3 separate regions of the Capra hircus genome follow, and all the other regions are linked to region 3. A link is a contact called in public Hi-C data. All regions are on one chromosome and are shown on one strand. The core of a region is the stretch at or near the end of the contact, and the rest is flanking DNA. Distances in the headings are between cores, read along the strand shown. Region 1 overlaps BACH2 (transcription regulator protein BACH2). Region 2 holds the start of BACH2 (transcription regulator protein BACH2). Region 3 has its middle 110 kb from the start of MAP3K7.

What was found. A called contact is a pair of places that touch in the nucleus more often than the background predicts.
Region 1: a Hi-C map of blood shows a contact between it and region 3, with 3 times the contacts expected there. The contact joins two enhancer-like sites. A contact is called at or near these places in 2 of 5 Hi-C or Micro-C datasets (blood and liver).
Region 2: a Hi-C map of blood shows a contact between it and region 3, with 6 times the contacts expected there. The contact joins the promoter of BACH2 here to the enhancer-like site in region 3. A contact is called at or near these places in 2 of 5 Hi-C or Micro-C datasets (both in blood).

What each region holds. Positions count from the first base shown.
Region 1 is chr9:47,276,208-47,279,488 of ARS1.2, forward strand. All of the region lies in intron 1 of BACH2 (transcription regulator protein BACH2), which reads left to right. Among named protein-coding and RNA genes, the nearest start is that of BACH2, 31 kb to the left of the region's middle. Within about 2 kb of position 1,629, at least 1 of the 5 cell types and tissues checked has an H3K27ac peak or open chromatin away from gene starts, as enhancers often do.
Region 2 is chr9:47,245,194-47,248,083 of ARS1.2, forward strand. It overlaps BACH2 (transcription regulator protein BACH2), which reads left to right and starts at 1,453. Exons shown (of 7, transcript XM_018053144.1): 1 at 1,453-1,550.
Region 3 is chr9:47,065,337-47,068,286 of ARS1.2, forward strand. No RefSeq gene overlaps it. Among named protein-coding and RNA genes, the nearest start is that of MAP3K7, 110 kb to the left of the region's middle. Within about 2 kb of position 1,670, at least 1 of the 5 cell types and tissues checked has an H3K27ac peak or open chromatin away from gene starts, as enhancers often do.

The DNA.
Region 1 (3,281 bases), core at 379-2,878, 210 kb after region 3:
TACCATTCCACAAAACACCACAGTTAAAATTCTTGTGCGCATATTCTCACTTACCCAGTTTGAAGGATAGATTCCTAAGAGCTGAGTCAAAGATGATGCCAGATGACATTCCAAAAAAGTTGCATCAATGGAGAGTCTCACCAGGAAAATATGAAATACCTGGTTACCTCACTGCAGCTAGAGAGCTGGAATCTTGTCCAGGTTTCCCACTCTGATGGATGAAGAGAGATTCTCTAGTTGTTTTCTTTTGAATATCCTTGATTATCAGTGAGATTGTGCCTCTTTTTGTATGTTTAAGGGCCTGTTGGAATTTTCTTCTAAGTTTGGGACAGTGAGGGGACAGCCCACCACAGATTTCATTTTACTGGTCTCTTTAAGTACCAGTTTTTCTGTGTGTGGTATACTTGGTGATTGGGGTTTATGTTTGGTTTCGTGGGATAGAGGAGATACAAAGATGAAAAAAATACAGTGTTGAATCTTGTTTTGTTTTGTTGAGTTGGCTTAGTTCTCATTTTCTTTCTCTAACATTTTTTTCTTCAAGATCAGCTTACTTACAGGAAATCCGTCTCTGTCTATTTGTGTGTAATGTAAAAAGAGCCCAGGGTGGGGCATCTTTATGGCTTGGCGTACTGTACATTGTTATTCAAGACTGCCCAAGGAGTGCGAATTCACATATGTGTTTTTTTTTAATTGAAGTGGATTTACATAACATGAAATTAACCCTCTTAAAGTATACAATTTAGTGTGTAGCCATCACCTCAATCTAGTTCCAAAACATTTTCATCACCCCAAAGGAATCCGCATACCCATTAAAAAGTCACTCCCAATACCCTCATGTTTCATCCCCTGGAAGCCACCAACCTGCTTCCTGCTTCTATGGATTTACCTTTTCTGGATGCTACGTATAAATGGGATCATACATATGATATGTGACTTTGGGGGTCTGGCGTCTTTAATTTAGCATAATGTTTTTGAGGTTCATCCACACTGTAGCATGTATCAGTATTTCAGTCCTTATGACTGGATAATATTCCATTGTATGCCACAAATACACCACAATTTGTTTATCCATTCATCAGCTGATAGACATTTGGGTAGTTTCCACCTTTGGCTGTTGTGAATAATTACACATGTAAATTTAGACCCCGAGTTAGTCATACAGAGGGAAGTATGAGGGACAAGCAGGAAGGCAGCTGAGAAGAGCCTTCCAGTGGGTCTTCGAGAGCTTTCCCTTCTCTCAGTGATCAGTCATTTATAGAATCTCTGGAAGGCTGAGTCAGCCTTGGAGTCAGATTGGCAGTTTGTTTTCCTTAGGCTTTAAGCTCTGGGTTAAACCAGAATATAAAGCCACCCAGTGGACCACATCCTCTGGATTTAAAAAGAAACTTACCTTCAACCCTGGGGCATGGTTGTATATTTCCCCTCCTCCAGGCAATTGGTTTCTGTAGCCTCAGTGGATACAGTGACCAGGAGGTAATATTTGTGGCAGCCCCCTCCATGGCCATGACCTCTGCCTCCGGTTTCTGGCTTGAAGCTTGAAGAATTTGGTGACCAGAGAGAGGGATTGTGCTCATGATGCGTAAGGGGGTTTCGTTCCCAGCTTAGCAATCTCGGCTGTGTACCTCCCAGTGTTCTCCTCTGTAAAGTGGGGTTACTGATACGTCCTAGGGTTGCAGAGAGAGTTAGGTGAGATAATGTAGAATGAGCACTGTTACGATGCCACGTGGTCACGCCTGATGCATGCTCGTTTCCCCTTCTCAGAGCCTCCCTGTTCTCTGTTGTCCCATGCCTGTAACACTGCGTGCCTCACAGTGTTGTGCTAAGAACAACATGAGTACATATGCATGTTCCATAGCACCATGGCTGCCTCGTAAGTTAACACTCAGTATAAACAGATCGAAAGATACCTTGCCTTGCAATCTGTATTTCCCATTGAGAAAACACCATCTAGTTGATTGTAAGCTATCTAAACGCTTTAGGTGGTAAAGATTTCACCTTGGTTTATTGAGTTCTTATGAAGCTTTATATTTATTATTACAGACATATCTGGCTAATTAAAAGACAACCATGTTCAGGAGAGATGGACGGTAGCCAAGATTTCAGTGTGTGAGTTAGAAGTTTAGCATCATATTAGCATAAACATTAGAGAAAGTTATGTTTGTATCATGTTGTTGCAACCTACTCCCCCCCAAAATATCAGGTGCACAGTATGAAATCAGCTTAGAAGCTGACACTTCTGTCTGAACTTTGAAAACAGGCGTTTAGTGCCCTGTTTTGAGTACAGTTTCGTTGTGATTATTTAGAAACCCTGACTTAGGACAAATGGAAAGTGATTTTGGAAAAAAAAAAAATAGCTGCAGAGAGAAGAAACTGTCTTCTACCACGTTCCCTCTCGAAAGCATACTCTGTGAGGATGAAGGCAGTCATCCCAACATGCCTGTTGCGAGGAAATGTTTCTTGGGACTTCCTTGCTGGTCCAGAGGTTAGGACCCAGTTTCACTTCCCAGGGCTTGGGTTGGATCCTTGGTCAGGGAACTAAGATCCTATAAGCTTCTCAGTGAGGCCAAAAAAAAAAGTCTTTTTTCCATCTGTGTCAGTATAATTGAACAAGAAAGACTGTTCATGTTTTTTCAGATATGAAGTATGTTTTTAGTTCCAATCTTTTGTTTCTCTGACCAGATCTGTACTGATTAGAATAGTAAATTGCTCACGTAAGATTTATACATAAATTATCTGAAGAAGCATTTTAGACTCAGCTGAAGTTTTGAAAAAGTTTAAGAATATTTATAACGCTTATCTTTTAAAATTAGGAGATCTAACACACAGTAGTATATTTGGCAAATTTGTCCCGTGTGTGTGCTTTGGATTGAGCCCCAAACCCTCAGTGAACTCCCAGGCATATCCCAGGAGCCACAGGTAGATCCTGGAGGCAGGATGAGTGACCAGGAGCTCCCTGGGAGGTAGAGACCAGGAGACCCTGAGGCCCCAGCTTTCTGGAGACTTCCGGGGACAAGTGCCTGGATTAGGGGTGCATTCGTCCAGCCCTCCACCTCCGTCCTAGATGTCACAATCAGTCCCCTCCAACACGTGCAAACTGAACCAAAGTTGTGCTCATAGAAGACAATTAAAGGTGTCTTCCATTGTTTCTGACATCTCTTTAGCACAAGGTCCCCCAAATTTTAGGTTTTGTGGTGCTATAAAATAGATTTACAGTATGAAAAACTGGTATTCATTAAGAAAAGTAATTTTTTAAAACTTTTTTCCTCTTTCTTTTGAAAAAT
Region 2 (2,890 bases), core at 203-2,702, 180 kb after region 3:
CTCAGCATATGCCAGTGCCCATTTTACAGGGGCGATTTATGGTCCTTCTCTCAGTAGAGCGAGCCAAAGTTTTATAATCTTCATTAAAAATCAGCACCACATGTAATAATACAGAATACTGCCTGTACACAAGGGGGCCAAGTTATAGGTGTTCAGGGAAACGTGGCAGAATTTCTTGGCCTTCGCAGGCGTAAAGTTGCAGGCACCAGCACTATACTAACACAACCTCCTTTTATTGCAAATGTTCCTTCAGTCGAAGTCCTAATTACTTTCTGTAAAACCCTAACCACCATCAAGCTTTCTTCCGACAGGGCAGCCGCGCGATGGCCTTCAAGTGCAGCAGCAACACCCTGGCGGCCTCTCGAGTGGGCGGCGGGGGAGGGGGCTGGAACCCAGCAGTACTGGGGCAGCAGCTGCGAGGTAGGCTCTTGGGTGAGCTTCGCAATCGCACGCGCCCCTTTTCAAACCCTGGCGTGTGGACTTAGAGGCCACCTCGGTGGGACAGGCGGAGGCCCTCCTGGAAAGGATTCAAAAGTCAGTATCAACGTTAGGTCAGAGGCTACTCTTTCTCACCCCGTCTGCTCCCAACAGGGGGACCGGTCAGCTTTGAGGGGCCCGCAGAGCATCTTTTCCTGCCCCTTCTTGGGAAACCGCTAGGCAAGCCCGGAAACCCAGGTCTCGAGGTCCCACTCCCCTTCCAGGGTCTAGTGCCCCGGCTCTGCCCGCTCCCCACGTGACACACCAGCCATCACCTCGCCAACCACCCCTCTTGCCCCCAGTCCTGGCCTTTCAAGGCCCCTGGGCGAGTCGCCGGCCAGGCCGGACCGACCAGGCGGCCAAGAGGGCCAGGAGCAAGGGGCTCTCCAGGCCGCGCGGCCGCACAAAGCGGGGAGAGCAGCAGCGGCGGCGGCGTGAGGCGCGCCCCCTCCCGCGAGTAGGCCGAGCGCGCGCCCGCCCCCTGTCCCTCCGCCCTAGCCCCCGGAGCGCCATTCGCGGAGCGGCTTACGCTAGTCGCCGGGCGTACGGCGCCCCAGCGGCCGGGGAGGTGCGCTGCCCGGCTCCCGTAAAGTTATTGTGAATGGGGAACGGGTGACGTCAGCGCCGAATGTCAACAATGTAGCGATTGAGAGTGTGGGCGTTCCGGGGAGAGCGCGAGCCGCGCGGCGAGGAGCAAACAGCGCCGAGCAGCCGCCGCCTCGCCAGCAGCAGCAGCAGCAGCAGCGGCAGCAGCGGCAGCGGCGACCGTGCACGCCCGGGCTGCGGTCGCAGCAGCGCTAAAGCCAGCGCCCGCCGCCGCCCTCGCCACCCCGCCTGCCCACTCCCGCGGCCGCCGGGCTCTCGCTTTCTCCCCGGCCTCCCCTCGACCCTTCCCCTCCCCCTTCCCGCCACTCTCGGGGGGCTGGGGACGAGCTGCCATGTGATGCGCCTCCCCTCGGTGAGCTTTCGGTGACCCCCACCCCTCCCCAATCCGCCGACCGCCGGGAGGGGGCTGCGGGCTGGGAGGACGCGGGCAAGAGGAGACGGAAAAGAACGCAAAGTTCTCTGGCGAGGTGAGTCCGTGGCCCGCGGGTCCCGGGCCCCCGCGGCGGGGCAAGTTGGCCGGGGAGGGGGCGCGGGGGGAGCGGGCTTGCGGGACTGGCAGGGAGGCGTGAGGAAGCGGCGCGGGAAGGGAGCCGCGGCTGCGGGGCGCGCACGCAGCCGCCAGCCGAGCGCCCTGCCCGCTTTGATGGCATTTTCTAGGAACGGGAAGGGGGTGGGAGCTGAGCAGGCGGACGCACGGCTGCGGCCGTGCGCTCTGTCGCCCGGCTGTTTACGGCGGGCGAGGAGGCATTGTATTTTGCTCGCGTCGACGGGTGTTTTGGAACAGCAGGGGGAGGAGGAGCAGAGGGTAATAAGTCAGGCGTGGGGAGGGCGGGCTGGAGGGAGGCGCGCGTCCGCGCGACCGGAGCAGCTGTCAGACCCACGGCCCTGCACTCGGGCCCCCGGCCCGCGATCGCGGTGCCAGGCCGGGCGGCCTCCTCCCAGCTCGCGGCGTCCGCGACCCGGGCTGCTCCGCGAAGCTTTGCGCTCGGCTGTCAGTCGCCGCCGGGTAGCTGAGACTACAGAGACTGGCGAGGTATCAAAGCCCAAGTTTAGGGTCCCGGGAAGAGGCAGCCCGGGGACTCTCGGCGCAGACCTCGGGCTGCGCGCTGGGTATGATCGCTATTAGCCAAGGACCGGGTCATTGGCATGAGTCCCGGGGAGCTCGAGCCGAAAGGCTCGTGCCTTCAGACAGAAAAATCTTTGCACCTTCCTCTTCCACGATTCTGCATGAAATCAAAGTGCAACACACACCCCTTCTTCTCCCTGCCTGCACTTCAGTCTGCAAACCCCTTTTGGGCTCCACCTAGGAGAGGAGTTTATCCAGGGGACACCGCTCCACCGCCCCCTCGCCGAGGCGCCCTGTAGGGTCTCGCAGTTTTTCTCCTCTCACCCGGTGAGTGCTCAGGAGCCGAGCACCCATGGAGAGGGAGGCGGGCGGCGCTCCTTGGACTACCCTAGCTGCCCACGAGAAGGGACTCGAGTGAGCACCTCGGCGACCTCGGTTTGGCCGGGGATTTGCAAGAACTCGGACCGTGGGAGGGAGCGGACAGGGCCGGGTGTGTGCGTGTGAAAGGGACCGCGCACCGCAGGCTTCCAGGGTCGTGGGCGCGCGAGGTATCTGCAGCACCGTCTCGCATGTAGGCGAGTTTGATAACTTGGGGGGAAGTTCCCGCACCGCCGTCAGATGGTTTTTGTCTGTGGCCGGGGAAGGAGCGCTTCGCAATTTGCCTGTCTGGTCACCGTCGTCTCGATGACCCGTGACCCCTGGGAAACAGGAGGGACGAGGGCGCCCAACTCCGGGCAGAGC
Region 3 (2,950 bases), core at 420-2,919:
TCTGGAAAACTGCTTTCAGGCTTCTGATCTTCAGATCTGGCAGGTAAGAAGTTTGTATTTGTGTTGAAAGGCACTCCATTCACGGTAATGTGTTACAGCCGCAATAGGACGTGAATATAAACTGAATATCGTTATAACTTATTAGCTGTTTTGTATAAAGCAGAACAGGCTTCCCTGGTGGTTCAGCGGTAGAGAATCTGCCTGCCAGTGCAGGAGATGTGGGTTCGATCCCTGGGCCAGGAAGATGCCCTGGAGAAGAAAATGGCTACCCCATGGACAGAGGAGCACGGTGGGCTACAGTCCATGGGGTCGCAAAAGAGTCGGACCCAACCGAACGACTAAACAACAGCAACATAAAGCATAACAGACGTTAAAAAAGTAGCCCCAATACATCATCATGGTAGAGACAGTATAGAATGATGTTCTCTTCACAGGTGGGCTTAATAATTCGTTCTTCTGTTTACCAGTCAGAGGATCTTTCTGAGGCTGTACCTTTCTGGGGTAGCAGAAATTCACTTTACAGCTTCCAACATCAGATTCTGAATCTCCAAATGCTTATATATATATAAAAAAGAAAGAAACATTTTGATGATAAATCCTTCCCTAGATAACAACGTTTACTTTAGGACAAATATTGTTCCTTAATTGACAATCAGGTTCAACTTGGATTTTTCATCACAGCACCCTAACAGGGAGGAGATCTTTGCCTCTCATTTCTCCAAGGAGGAAACAAGCACAGATCTGACCAAGTTGCTTCACCGCCCATGAGCAAGAATATGAACTCAGCTCTTCTGACACCTCAACCAAGGGCGTTCCCCCAGTCTCAGCTCTAAAAGAGGCTTTAGACACGCGGAGGGCTGGGGTTGACAGCTTGCTACAGGGAGAGGAGAGGAACTCCAGAGAAACACCAGTAGTCAGGACCTCTGGAATAAGAAAGCCTCCAGTTTTTACATTAAAACGAGGGGGAAAATGTGACAATTGGATGAGTTTCACTTTGAAATTCATTTAACCCGAAAAGTCAAAACGAAACTCCAGGGGTGCAAACCCACAACAATCAAAATAAAAACAAGTTTTCACAAGCCCGTTGCGAAGCTAAATATAGATTTTTTTTTTCAGATGGACCCCACTCACCTTCAAATTCATGACTTTTGAGAACTATTTCAAACCTTATTTTAAAAAAGAATGTCAATCTAAAGAAAAATAGTTTCGCGGGGGAGGGAGGGTGAGGCTGGGCTTGTATGTGTGATGGGGGAGCATTTCTCTGACTTAGCTCCCCCTGCAAAACCAGCAAGCTGTTTTTAAATACCATTTGTGGTCACCTGCCCTGGTAATATTTTCTAATTGTGGTCAAAAGAAGCTGACTAAATATTTGTGTGTTCACTCCACGGGGAAACTGTCAAAAGTCAGGGCCTTAGTGGATGGCCTTCCGTCATGTTATTTCTCACCTAGTTCTTGGGTGCATCTGTGAGAGCCCCCTCTGTGTTCTGCCATTGTAAACAGCGTAATTCAAATTGGACACCAAAGTACTCTGGCTGCAGCAGGGGCCGTGCACATGGCTTTTTCCTTTTCCTGTTCCTCTGGCCTCACCTCTGTGCCCAGGAGGAGGCAGACAGCAGGGGCTGGGATCACCTGGGGCCTGAGGGTTGCCCCGGAAAGATGGCCCCTTGGCTCCTCAACGTGCGGTGAGGGCTTTGAGCCAGGACGTTTGAACTGCTGAGCAATTTCGTATTAAGACGTGAGCACCCAAGTGTCAGCTGGAGCTCTAGGCTTTTATTTGTGGTGGGCTGTTTTCCTGTCACGGTTGGTGTGGTTCACCGTCTACCTGAGTGTTCAAAACTGCTTTGCAGAATCCAGTGGCTGAGCTCCAGATGGGTACGGCTCCTTCCCCACCCACCGGTGGCCCCCCCGGGACAACAACCCCAGGGTGCATCTCCTCCTCGGCCCCACTGCATTCCCATCCGGAGAAGAATCGTGAGAAAACAGGCATGAGAAAACACACTGTCAGATCTTCAGTGTGTATTTCCAGGAATGATACTTTGGGGAAAACTGAGACAGGTCTCCAGACTGCTGTGCCAAAGAATTCAGACTGTGATTTCCCGAAACAGACGATGGAAATCAATTGTAACCCCGTGAAGTCCAAGAATGGAACTGGGACTTCAAAAGCCTTAGAATTTTGGGAACCACGACTCATTTATGCTAAGGAAATAAACATGAATGTGTAAAACATTTTCAAAACTAAAGATACGGGGATATTTATTAGGAGTTCACCTATGCTAACAAAAAATGGGAAAAAATCTAAATGGCTAATAAGTTATTGATCGATCACATTACGGTATAATCATATTTTTTGGTCATCATCTGTAACCAGCATTTGTTGAATAGTTACTGTGTCCTGGATGTTATGTATTAGCTTTATGGGTGTTATCACACTTAGTTCTTAAAAAAAACCCCAAGAACTTACACTCAGAGAGGTAAAATTCCTCATCCAAGAGCACAATACTAATACAGTGAGATAAATAGTAACCCCCTACCACCCCACCAAATTCATGGCCACCTGGAACCTGAGAACATGACCTTATTTAGAAATAGGGTCTTTGCAGAGGTAATTGCTAAAAACAAAATCTCCCCGGGCCCATCTCTGACTGGCAGCCTTAACATGAGAAGAGAGAGAGTGATTTGAGCCCCACAGAGACACAGACAGAAGTCTACGTGAGGGTGGAGGCAGAGACTGAAGTGATGTGTCTACAAGGCAAGGAACGCCAAGGGTTGCTGGCAGCCTCCTGGAGCTTGGAGAGAGAGACACATGGAGCAGATTCTCTCTGAGAGCTCCAGGAACAACCGGCCCTGCTGACACTTTGATTTCAGACTTCTCGCCTCCTGAACTATGAGAGAATACATGTCTGTTGTTTTAAGCCACCCAGTTTGTGGTAAATTGTTATGGCAGCCACAG